Linked DNA regions of Mus musculus: regions 2 and 3 are each linked to region 1. Evidence: chromatin contacts called from public Hi-C and HiChIP or PLAC-seq data. All regions are on one chromosome and are shown on one strand. The core of a region is the stretch at or near the end of the contact, and the rest is flanking DNA. Distances in the headings are between cores, read along the strand shown. Region 1 holds the start of A730043L09Rik (RIKEN cDNA A730043L09 gene). Region 2 holds the start of Spesp1 (sperm equatorial segment protein 1). Region 3 has its middle 36 kb from the start of Gm35227.

Evidence for each region. A called contact is a pair of places that touch in the nucleus more often than the background predicts. HiChIP or PLAC-seq counts read pairs in DNA pulled down with a chosen protein or histone mark.
Region 2: a contact with region 1 is called in a Hi-C map of morula, with 1.7 times the contacts expected there. The contact joins the promoter of Spesp1 here to the promoter of A730043L09Rik in region 1. A contact is called at or near these places in 5 of 39 promoter capture datasets (the 3T3-L1 cell line, embryonic stem cells, hippocampal neurons and 1 more), 22 of 484 Hi-C or Micro-C datasets (CD4 T cells, the G1E-ER4 cell line, the HL-1 cell line and 11 more), 1 of 115 datasets of contacts at active chromatin or transcription factors (embryonic stem cells) and 1 of 9 other capture datasets (pancreatic islet).
Region 3: an H3K27ac HiChIP or PLAC-seq map of embryonic stem cells shows a contact between it and region 1, with 13 read pairs. The contact joins the enhancer-like site here to the promoter of A730043L09Rik in region 1. A contact is called at or near these places in 1 of 15 datasets of contacts at CTCF or cohesin (embryonic stem cells), 12 of 484 Hi-C or Micro-C datasets (the N1E-115 cell line, cerebellar granule neurons, cerebral cortex and 4 more) and 4 of 115 datasets of contacts at active chromatin or transcription factors (all in embryonic stem cells).

Annotation. Positions count from the first base shown.
Region 1 is chr9:62,241,906-62,245,748 of GRCm38.p6, reverse strand. It overlaps A730043L09Rik (RIKEN cDNA A730043L09 gene), which reads left to right and starts at 1,649. Exons shown (of 3, transcript NR_040769.1): 1 at 1,649-1,805; 2 at 1,948-2,061; 3 at 2,220-3,153.
Region 2 is chr9:62,280,732-62,284,399 of GRCm38.p6, reverse strand. It overlaps Spesp1 (sperm equatorial segment protein 1), which reads left to right and starts at 2,221. Exons shown (of 2, transcript NM_025721.2): 1 at 2,221-2,398. The coding sequence starts at 2,338.
Region 3 is chr9:62,200,314-62,203,925 of GRCm38.p6, reverse strand. No RefSeq gene overlaps it. Among named protein-coding and RNA genes, the nearest start is that of Gm35227, 36 kb to the right of the region's middle. Within about 2 kb of position 1,360, at least 17 of the 459 cell types and tissues checked have an H3K27ac peak or open chromatin away from gene starts, as enhancers often do. A contact at or near this core is called in cerebellar granule neurons and embryonic stem cells, where this site is marked.

The sequences.
Region 1 (3,843 bases), core at 400-2,899:
ACTAATTTTATAGCCAAAGTTCAGACAGCTCTGTGATGTGCATCTATGATGTTTTCCTCCTCTGTGTGTGCACGTGTGTCTGTCTGTCTGTCTATCTTGGTCCCTTGCCCTCCTTTTACCCATGCCTCATTGATCTTCTGAGAAGCGAGATGCAGACAATACCTTTCTGCATCCAGTCATCTGGTTTACATACCTAAGAATCCAGCCACCTGGGACGTAGCCACCCTGACAACCTCTCCTCGTCAGTCTTTTCCACTGGGACCGAGGCTAATCACATGCCCTGGTTGTTCCAGTGAAGGTGGTTGGAAAAGAGGGGCTCACTCGCACGAAGCTTCGCCTGTTGGAGCTGGGGCCAGGCCTGGTGCTAGGGCCTTCCCCACAGTCTCCAGTAATCGAAGGTGGGACAGTGGGTAAAAGCACTTGCCACATGTGTATGAGGTTCCAAATTTGGACCCCCTAGAGCCCACACAAAGGCAGACATGATAGCACATGTCTGTAATCCCAGTTGCCTTAGGGCAAGACAAGAGATGGAGTCAGGAGACTCCCCGAAAGCTGCAGGTGCACTCTGCTCTTGGACTGAATATTCAGTTTGAGCCTCTGCTTCAGGTTCCCCCCTATGGGAATTTTCTCCCCTGCTGTGATGGGCTGGACCTCAAACTGGGAGTCAGAATAAACCCATCCTTCTTCAAGTTGTCTTTGCCAGGGTCTTTTCTATCAACGAACTGGAAAACAACCATCTAGTTATGCGCCTGTTGCTGTAATAAAGCACTTTGGGAGGGAAAGGGTTTATTTCATCTTACAGTTCTACATTGTAGTGTGTCAGTCACCAAAGGAAGTCAGGGCAGGGACAAGAGGCAGGGACTGAAGCACAGCCTGTGGAGGAGGGCTGCTTTCTGGCTTGCTCCCCACAGCCTGCTCAGCCCATTATTTTTAATACAATCCAGGACCTCTAGCCCAGGGGCGGCATAACCCACAGAGGGCTGGGTCCTCCCACATTAATCATTAATCAAGAAAATGCCCCATAGGATTATGTATAGGCTAATATCACAGGGCACTTTGCTAGTGCAAGTCTCTCTTCCCAGATGAATGAAGTCTGTGTCAAGTTGACATACAACTAACCCGGAAAGGAGCTAAGACACTGGTCATAGGTGAAAGAACTTGGTCGGAAGAATTGAGTGTCCTTCTGTCCCCCATGACTAATCGAAAGTGCCCTTTGCTTTCTCTATAGGCAGACTCCAGTTGTCCACAAGAGGGCGCTGTAGAACCAGGGAATCTCCGGAGGCTTCACTTCACTTCACCCGGAGGCAGGATCGTTCCTAAAGGGTTTAAATGGAATGAAAGAGGGCCTGGAGGACGCACCCTGTTACAGACTCTCTGCTTCAGGCAGCACCTCCAGGCTCAGTCTCTGACCATCTGTGGGTATCTGTCCTTCTTCTCTGTAAGCTGTGAACTTCCCAGGGTCTGACCTGTGGTGCCGGAGACCTAGCACGCGTGAGGTGGACAGGCCTAAGCTGGCTGAGAGTGTCACTGGAGCACGGGAGTACTGAAACGTACGAGCTCTGGAAAGGAGTGCAGCACATCAAGTTGTCAGCTGGGATCTGGAGACCAGGAGTGCAAACACAGCGGGCGGAGTGACGCTGCCAGAGCCATTCTGCTCTGAGAGACAGCAGGCATTAGCAAAACCAACCGTTAGGTGCACAAGTGCCGTTTGTTAATGCGCTGGGAGCCAGAGGACACTGATGGGAGGAGAGGTCACACAAGCTTTACTGAGAAGTGTCACTAGCCTGGCAGACAAGACTGAAAAGGTGGGGGGCGGTGTTAGGGACAGCAGCAGAGATTGTCCCTGTGCAAACACCTGGTCAGCAGTCGGGTCACTGGACTGACATAGTTTCTGCTGTGCTGTGCTTGGAGATGTGCCTCTCTGAGCCATCACTTTACCATCCACAGAGTGAACAAATCGATGTGTGTCGGGTGCAGACGTCGAAGCCCACGCCTGTAATCCAGCACGTGTGGATATGAAGGCAGAAGAATCAGAAATGGAAGGCCAGTCTCAGCGCCGTGGTGAGTTCAAGGTCAGAGTGGGCTACATGAGATCCTTCCTCAAAAAAAAAAAAAAAATTGATGTTTTTGTGGCAAAAGGTATATTTTTTTAAAAAAAGAAACCCCAATAGAACATTATGTTTAAAAAAGACTATCTGACATGCCTGTTCACGTGACAGAAAAATAAATGACGGGCCAGAGAGATGGCTCAGCAGATGAAGGTACTCGCCACCAACACTGACGACCAGAGTGCCACTCCAGGACCCAGATGGTGGAAAGAGAGAACCAGCTGCTTAGGACTGTTCTCTGACCTCCACATGCCCTCCCCCCTTTCCCTTTTCTCCGTCCCCCTCTTTCCCACTCCTACATGATTCTCTCACCCATGGGGGGGGGGCCCAGCCCGGTGACCATACCCTACTCAGGGTTTCCTTCTCCCGTGGCCCCCAATCACAGGGATGCAGTGAGCATCCAACAGTCTGGCTCCAGTTCAGATATTAAAGCGCCATCTTTAGGAACTGTCCCAGGTAGCTGCCAAGGGTACCCTATCTCCCCACCCTCTGCTTTCACCTGAGCTCCTTATCCTGGGCACATGCTGGAGACATGCTCAGCAGTCATGAGCACGGCTGTTCTTCCAGAGGACCAGGGTTTGGTTCTTGGTACCCATAGCTGGTGGTTCACAAAGCCTGTGACTCCAGTTCCAGGGGATCCTATGGTCTCTCCTGGCCTCTGTGGGCAGCACCACACACACTCTTGTTACACACATTGTGGTGGTTTGAATGAAAATGGCTCCCATAGGCTCAGAGGGAGTGCCACTGTTAGGAGATGTAGCCTTATTAAAGTAGATATGGCCTTGCTGGAGGAAGTGTGTCACTGGGGGTGGGCTTTGAGGTTTCAGATGCTCAAGCCAGGCTCAGTCACACTCTCTCTTCCTGCTGCCTGTGGATCCAGGTGTAGAACTCTCAGCTACTTCTCCAGTGCGTCTGCCTATATGCCTCTGTGCTTCCCACCATGGTGACAATGGACAAAACCTCTGAGCTATAAGCCAGCTTCCTTTATAAGTGTTGCCATGGTCATAGTGTCTCTTCGAAGCAATGGAAGCCCCATATAAGACACACATAAATAAAAAATAAAACCTTAAGACTTTAGCCAGGAGTTACTCATGATGATATTTTAAATCCATATACTTATGCATGGCTTATGTAATATTTTTTAAATAAACAAATGTAGAGATGGTAATGTCACCTGAGATCTCCAATACTGGATGGGGGGAGATAGCTCAATAGGTAACGCCACTGCTGTACAACCATGAGTACCTGAGGAAAAATAGCTGTGTATGGTGGGGTGCACCTGTCCCCCCACTGCACTGGGGACCCCGGGAGGTTATTGACCAATAACCTGAACTATCTCCAGATTCAATGAGGGACCCTGACACCAAACATAAGGAGGAGAGTGACAGAGAAAGGCATGTGACATCAGAACCTGGCCTCACTCGGCCACACATAGCTGCACATGCTACACACAGAGGTGGGAGATTTCAAGAGCTCAAGTGAGTGTATTTCAGGTAATGGCCAAGGGATGGGCCACCCAGTGTATAGGGGGAACACCAATGCCCAGACATGGGCATTATTCATTATTTTTAGTCCCAGGCTTAAGTGATCTAAGTATTAAAATGAGAAACAGCCTCATGGAAGTCTGAGGCTGGCCTGAAAAGCCTGCATAGATCATGAGCAGATATAAAGATAAAGTTGTGGACACAGGGACCAAGCTTAGCACAAGCCCAAACGGGAGTCCAGACACCTGGGG
Region 2 (3,668 bases), core at 972-3,471, 38 kb before region 1:
TCAAGGGCCTGTAGCTGATGCTAGGCCTAAGCCTGTCTTTGTGTCTGCCTCCCCCCTCTTCCTTCTGCCCCCCTCCCCCATCTGTCTTTTCAGAAGTTCAACAGTCTGAGACTCCTCCACAGTGTGCCTCTCGGGTTCCTTACCACCACCATTCTCTGGAATCCTTCCCTCTCCACTGTGTCCTCTCTAGCCTGCCTGTCTCCTGGCGATCCATCCTAGGACCAGGGTCTGCTCCATCTGCCCATCTTTCTTGATCTATCTCAGACAGCTCTGCTACCAAATGTTCACGCCTATAACTCAACCTCTGCTTCAGCTTTCTTCCTGGCCTACATCCAACTCCTCACGGGATAGACCACTCCGGTCAGAGGTCCCAAGCCCATCCTTACCTTAACAGCATGGAGCACAAAATTCTTTATCCTTCTCCACCTCCGTACGTACCTACATTGCACATTTCAGTAAATGTTCATCAAAAAACCCTAATGATCTAGCCAGAAATCTGGGCATCGTCTCCTATTTTCTCCTCCTCCACATTTAAACAATTCCCTAATCTTTATTATTTTTGAGACAGTGTCTCATGTAGCCTAGGTTGGCTTTCAAGTATATTTTTTAAGATTTATTTATTTATTTATTTATTTTTATGTATGTGAGTATACTGTCGCTCTCTTCAGACACACCAGAAGAGGGAATGGGATAACATTACAGATGGTTATGAGCCACCTTGATGTGGTTGCTGGGAATTGAACTCAGGATCTCTGGAAGAGCTGCCAGTGCTCTTACCTACTGAGCCACCTCTCTGGCACCACACACAATTTTTGTTTCTTTGTTTGTTTTTAAAAAATGGAACTACCATACAATCAACTATTCCATCCCTGGGTGTGTACCTGAAGTCAGCATGCCACAGACAGACTTACACACACATATTGATTGCTTTGTAATCACAATAGCTAAGACATGGAGCTGGCCTAGACTTCAACCCTTGATCCTGTCTCCACCTCTCTAAGCACAGTCTTACTGATTTTAACTCTACATGTCTCAGACATGATCACATGCTCCGAATTGTCTGCTCCCAGGAGTCCAGGCCCTCAGCAGTACCCCCGAGTCTCCTCACTAGACCTTGCCTCTACTCTGCCTTCTTTGACATCTTCTGGTCTCTACAATGAGTCTAAGCTTTTTACCGCTGTCATCTAATCTCAGCCTTCCTTAGCTCAGAACATTGAAGCATCCCCCCATTGTCTCAGACTGGAATCTAAGTTCCTTGTTTCTAAGACAGACATTTCATTACATGTGAGTTTTAATGATTAATCATACAGAAAAAAAAGTATAGTTCTACAGATTTTAACCCACATATAGAATTGAGTAGCCACATGACTATAACTCCAAAAAAAATCAACAACAACAAAAAAAGAAAACAAAAACAGAAACAACACCCCCCCCAAAACAACAACAACAACAACACATTCTCTCACTGAGACTGGGGAGTAGCTCAGGCTGTGGAGCGCTGGTCTAAATCAGGCACAGCCCTGGGTTCAATACTTAGTACAGCAGAAATGATACATGCTGGTCCATACCTGTGCCTGTAAACTCAGGGTTTGGAAGGTGGAGGCAGAAATTTCATTAGTTCAGATTATCCGTGGGTGCAGTGTAGTTCCAGGTCAGTCTGGGACAGAGAAGACCCTAACTAATTCTATTACACTATCCGTTTACAGTCATGCATTTCTCCATCATTTCTACCTCTTTATCATCAAAGAAATGGCATGTAATCTTAACAAATCAAAACGACAACCAAAGTTCTTCACAGAGCCTGCAATGTCCCTACCTACACACACACACTGCAGTCAATCATGCAATCTGAACTACCAATAGCTATTGGGGGCGCTCTCAGCCTTCTTGCAATTGATCCTTCAGTCTCATCTCTTTTAGGGGCAAACTGGGGTCTCCTTCAGTAGTTCCGATCACAATCATCTCTGTGTAATCTCTAGGTTATCTCTTCGATCAGACATCCACTTCTGTGCAACGGCTGAAGGCTTGAGGCCAGGCTTTTCAACCGGGGAGTGCCATAGAGTGCCACTTATCGAGCTTCTCTAGCCCCTACCCTAGGACCTGTAGCGGCCCATCGCCATCGAGCCACTTCCTAGTCTGAGCAGTCCTAACACGCATGCGTAACACGCACGCGGCCGCCCTGCCCCCATCCATTCACTGGGGCAACCGTTGCGGGGCGCCAAGGCCCTGACGTGGGACGGTAGGCCTCTGACATCCCCTCCTTTCGGCCCTGAGGTACCCAGGCCTGGTGGCCCCAGGACGTTCCCGTCGGATGGCGGAGTGCTCTGAACGACGCCCATGAAGCTGGTGGTCCTAGTTGCGCTGTGGCTATGGCCTTCGTCACTGCTGGCGTATCCAAGTGAGTGATGTGCCTGGTGGTGACCTAGGTGTACACCTTCCCACCTCACTGTCACACACTGGGTGCCAAGTGTGTCACTTCAGTCCTCATCCTGCCCCTCCCGTTGCCCCCAGGATGCTCAACTCCTAAGCTGGGCTCGCCGTGCCTCCTCCTTTCAGCCGGGACCCCCCTTAGGTGGCACTTAGGTGTTCACTCCTCAGGCACAAAACATAATTGCAGCCTGGGCTTAAACACTTCATGTTTTGTTGGAATGCAACCACAGTCGTTACTGTATACTTTGGCCGTGGCTGTTTTCCTGCTTTAGAACAGCAACTAAGGGCTTGCTGCACAATTCTGCCTTGCAAGGCCTGAGATGATTACTATCTGGTCCTTGGCAGTAAAGGACTAGCGGGTCCTTGCAGTTAAATTTGAAGGGAATGTGTAGAAGGTCGGGGCGTGTCTCCTAGGCTTCTGAAAGGAAAGAAGTCAATCAAAAGACACCAACAGTTTAGACAGAAGTTTATTAGACAAAGCAAAGCACTCCAGAGAGAGACGGGAGTGGGCTGTCTCTAAAAGGGGATAGCAGCACAGTAGGTTCTGTATTGTGGCTTAAAAAATATATATTTTAATGAATAATTATGAGGTAGATGGCATATTCTTAGGGTAAGGTTTCCAGGTTGATGTTCTTGGTGAACTCTTATTTTCAATCTCTGTGTTTCTGTCTCTGTCTATCTGTGTGTCTGTTTCTCTCTCCCCTCTCCCCTCTCTCTCTGTCTCTGCCTCTCTCTCTCTCTCTCTCACACACACACACACCTTTTCTGCCCTTTTCCTTTTTGTCCTGCCCCTTCCCCAAGTCCATTTTATCTTTTGAGACCGGGTCTCATGAAGCCCTGGCTGACCTTGAACTCACTACTTAGCCAACAATTACCTTGACCTTCTGATCCTCAGGATTCTACTTTCCCCATGTCTGGTTGTTACAGGCGTGTGCCAGCACGCCCAATTAACACAGTCCTTGGTACCCAAAGCAAGCCTTCGTGCACTAACCAGGCAAACGTTCTACCAACGGACCTTTGTGCCCAGCCTCCAAGTCTCTTTAAACCATGACAACTGGCTTCCAAGAACTGCTTTGCAAGCTCTCAGGAAGACTACAGTGTGTTAGAATTGTTGATGTCCTATGAGCAAGACAAGTGGCTTGGAGCAAGCTCATCTTCTCTGTGTGGGAGGACTTGAGCCTAATGACATTAAAAAAAAAATCACAAAGCACACAAAGACATTAAATTAGATTTTATTT
Region 3 (3,612 bases), core at 111-2,610, 42 kb after region 1:
CTGGAAGCCAATTGACAGGGCTGGGTACACAATAGCAAAGAACACAGAAGCCTTCCGAGCTCATCCAGTCCATCCCCCTGCCGTTTGGGAGGCATATTGAATGAGATGCAGTATCTGATCCCACTGTGTCAGTGCTGCCCCTCGGAATGGAATTTCACAGAAAATAGGACACTCGTGGCTTTGTGGAAACTGGAGCAGATGGTACTGTGAAGCCTCTGCAGAAACACCTTGGCTTGTGGGTGGGCAGCATCCCTTGAGGTGTCATCACATATTGAGAGGGAAGGTGTAACACCACACACACACACACACACACACACACACACACACACACCATTTTCTAAACTCAGTTTTAGATATTTATTGAGACAGATGGGCCTTGCACTCATGATGTTGCCAAAGGTTGAATTCCTGATCTTCCTGCTTCCAGCTTGGTGCTGGGATTACCAGAGTGCATCACCATGATTTATGTGGGGCTGGGGCTGGAACTCAGGGCCTTGGGCATGTTGTGCAGGCACCCTCCCAAATGGGTTACATTTAGATTTTTTAAAAAATATTTATTTCATTTTTAAAATTTTGTGTCTGTGAGTATGTGTGTCTGTGAGTATGTATGTAAATGTGTTGTGTATGTCTAAAGGTTCGAATTCACAGAATAAGAGGTGTGCAGGAGGTAATCAGCAAGATGGCTCAGTGGTTAAACACATTTGCTGCTAAGTCTGACAACTGGGTCCTACACGGTGGAATGAGACAGAAGTGCATGTGTCTCTCATGTTCGTTCACACTCACACACATCCCCAGTGTAATAAAATAAAATACAAAGCCCATGTGGGGGGTACAACCTAGCAAGGTCTGTCTAGTATGTACAAACTCACATTCTTGCAAAGAGGAAGACAAGGATGTTTTGTTAGGCGTCTCCTTATGGGGTCAGAGCTTAGAGAAGTGTGATCATCTCAAGGCCCCTGCGCTCCCGTGTCTTTCCTAGAGTCATGAAGGCCCTTGGGATCTAAGGCAGGGGAGAAGAACTTGAACTCAGGCCTCACTTGCCAGATCTTATTCATTTGACCTTAGCAAGCCAGGGGACTTCCTTGGGTCCCTGTTTCTTCTGTAAAACATGGAGATGGTAAGGATATTTGTCGTCAGAGTGACTGTTAGGGTTAAGTGAGATAATACTCTTAAGATGCAGGGCATTGCAAGGAGCCCAAGCAAGAACACAACAAAGCTGAGTTCTGCTTCATTCTGCTTCTTCCTAAGCCTGTGGAGGATAAAGGAGCCTTGAGTTCAATGGTGCTGAAGTCAGAGCAGCTTTTGCCTGGAATTGTTCAAAAACCTAGGGGTGGAGAGATAGTTGTTTTGGCTGAGTGCTTGCCTGGTATTCATGAAGCACTGGGTGTGGTCCCAAGTACTCCATAAAACTGGATGTGTTGCCTGTAATCCCAGGACTCATCCGGTAGAAGCAGGAGGATCAGAAGTTCAAGGTCACCTTCAGCTACATTGTAAGTTCCAGACCAGCCTGGGAAAAAAGAAAAAGAGGACACTTCCTAAAAGAACAGGAAAGAGTTTGGGGATCTCGTGTGTGTCCAGTTCCACAGTGCAGTCCCTGCCTTTCGTTTCCATTCCTACCAATGCAGAAGGTTAATTAGTGTGAGAGCTTTTGGGGGTTTTGTTTGTTTGTTTGTTTTGTTTTTGTTTTTTTGGGTTTTGTTTTTGTTTTGTTTTGTTTTTTTGAGACAGGGTTTCTCTTTATAGTCCTGGCTGTCCTGGAACTCACTCTGTAGACCAGGCTGGCCTTGAACTCAGAAATCCGCCTGCCTCTGCCTCCTAAGTGCTGAGATCAAAGGTGTGTGTCACCAGTGCCCTGCGTGTGTGAGAGCCTCATTTTAATCAAGCGTATTTTGCCTCTCCTTGATATACAAGTACCTACTGTAGCAGCTGAGATCCTAGGTGTCTAACTCACATGTCCATCAGCTATGACAGGAAATGGCCCCATTGCACTTTCTGAGGATAAAACAAAAAGAAGAAGAGTGGAAGAAGGAGGAAGAGGAGGCAGAAGGGAAGAAGAAGAAGAAGAAGAAGAAGAAGAAGAAGAAGAAGAAGAAGAAGAAGAAGAAGAAACTGAACCCATCATTCCTCTTGGTGGTAATTGGAGCAGATGCCCTGGTTAGCATCATGGAAAATCTGGACCCTTGGGTCCAGTCCCACGAGAGTCGCACAGTCTTTAGGAATTTTTTCTTTGGTAGCTATGGAGATGGCCCTGTTGGCAAAGGGCTTGTCACAGAAGCATAATTATCTGAATTTAATACCCAGAACCTGGAATTTTAAAAACCAGCCATGTTGATATACACCTGTAATTCTAGTGTGGAAACAGAATGGGGTCACTGGGACAACCATTCTGGCCTAAGGCCAGTGAGAGCCTGTATCAAAAAAAAAAAGAAAAAAAGTGAGAAATGTAGAGATGGCTCAGTGGTTTGGTTGAGAGCACTTGTTGCTCTTACACAAGTCCTGGGTTCAGTTCCCAACCTTCACATGGTACCTTACAAAACTCTGGAACTCCAGTTGCAGGAGGTCTGATGCTCTCTTCAGGCCTCTATGGCACTGCATACACTCAGTACACAGACTTGTAAACCTGGGAGTGGCTGCACATGCCTGAGGCACATGCCTGTAATCCCAGCGCTGGAGGGGTTGGGAGATCACTAGGGCTTACTGGCCCTAGTGAGCACACATGTACACACACACACACACACACACACACACACGCACCCCCTATACAATATTCATATACAAAATCCTTTTCTTTCATGCCATCCCCAATAATACCATGCCAGGGAGCAGGTATCCCTGGCTGAATGTACTTCAGAGGACTGAGGTCAGACTCCCAGGAGATGGGACATCTTAATACTCCTGGACCTTCAGAAAGGTTGGCTTTTTCCCAGGAAGGCCTCCTCCTCTTTCTAGTTTCCCCAGAAGAGTTCCCTCCAATTTCCAGGTTCTCTATGTGCCTCCTTCAGCTTACTTCTATGGAACAGCTTAAGTACTTGTGCCCTGGGCTGTGATCAGAACTGTAGCAACTAGGATACAGGCCCTGTCCTCAAGGTGAGGCCAGCTTTGGGGACCAGAGGCCATGAGGAGGCTCTGCAACCCAGGAACCTAGGGGAAGGGGGAAGCGTCAGCATCAGTATATACAGAGGAAGAGCTGGAGGACTGTGGGGGCAGAGATGGACCCCACAGGGAGCCATAGCAGGCCTGAGCCATAGGAGTAGAGAGCGGGAGAGGGACAGAAGAGTGGCAGAGAGCTAGGCTTCCAACTCTGTGGTGACGGAGACAGCCAATGAAGGGAAGCAGCTTTGGCACCAGGCTGGGGTTTAGGTGTGTTGACTGTCAGAGCCTAGTGGGAGGGGACATTAAGGTCCCACCAGATGTCATATGTTTGGCTTTGTGGCACAGAAATGCTGTCCACCTGGAGCTGTGGATTCAGAAAACACCAACAAATGGGCAGTAGAGGAAAGCAGACAGGAAGGATGAGAGAGAGGAGCAGGGCTGTATGGGAGGTGACTAGAGGGGCCTGAAAGTGGGAGGGGAGTGGTGTGGACGGAGATGGGGTTATCCTTGTTCTCATCC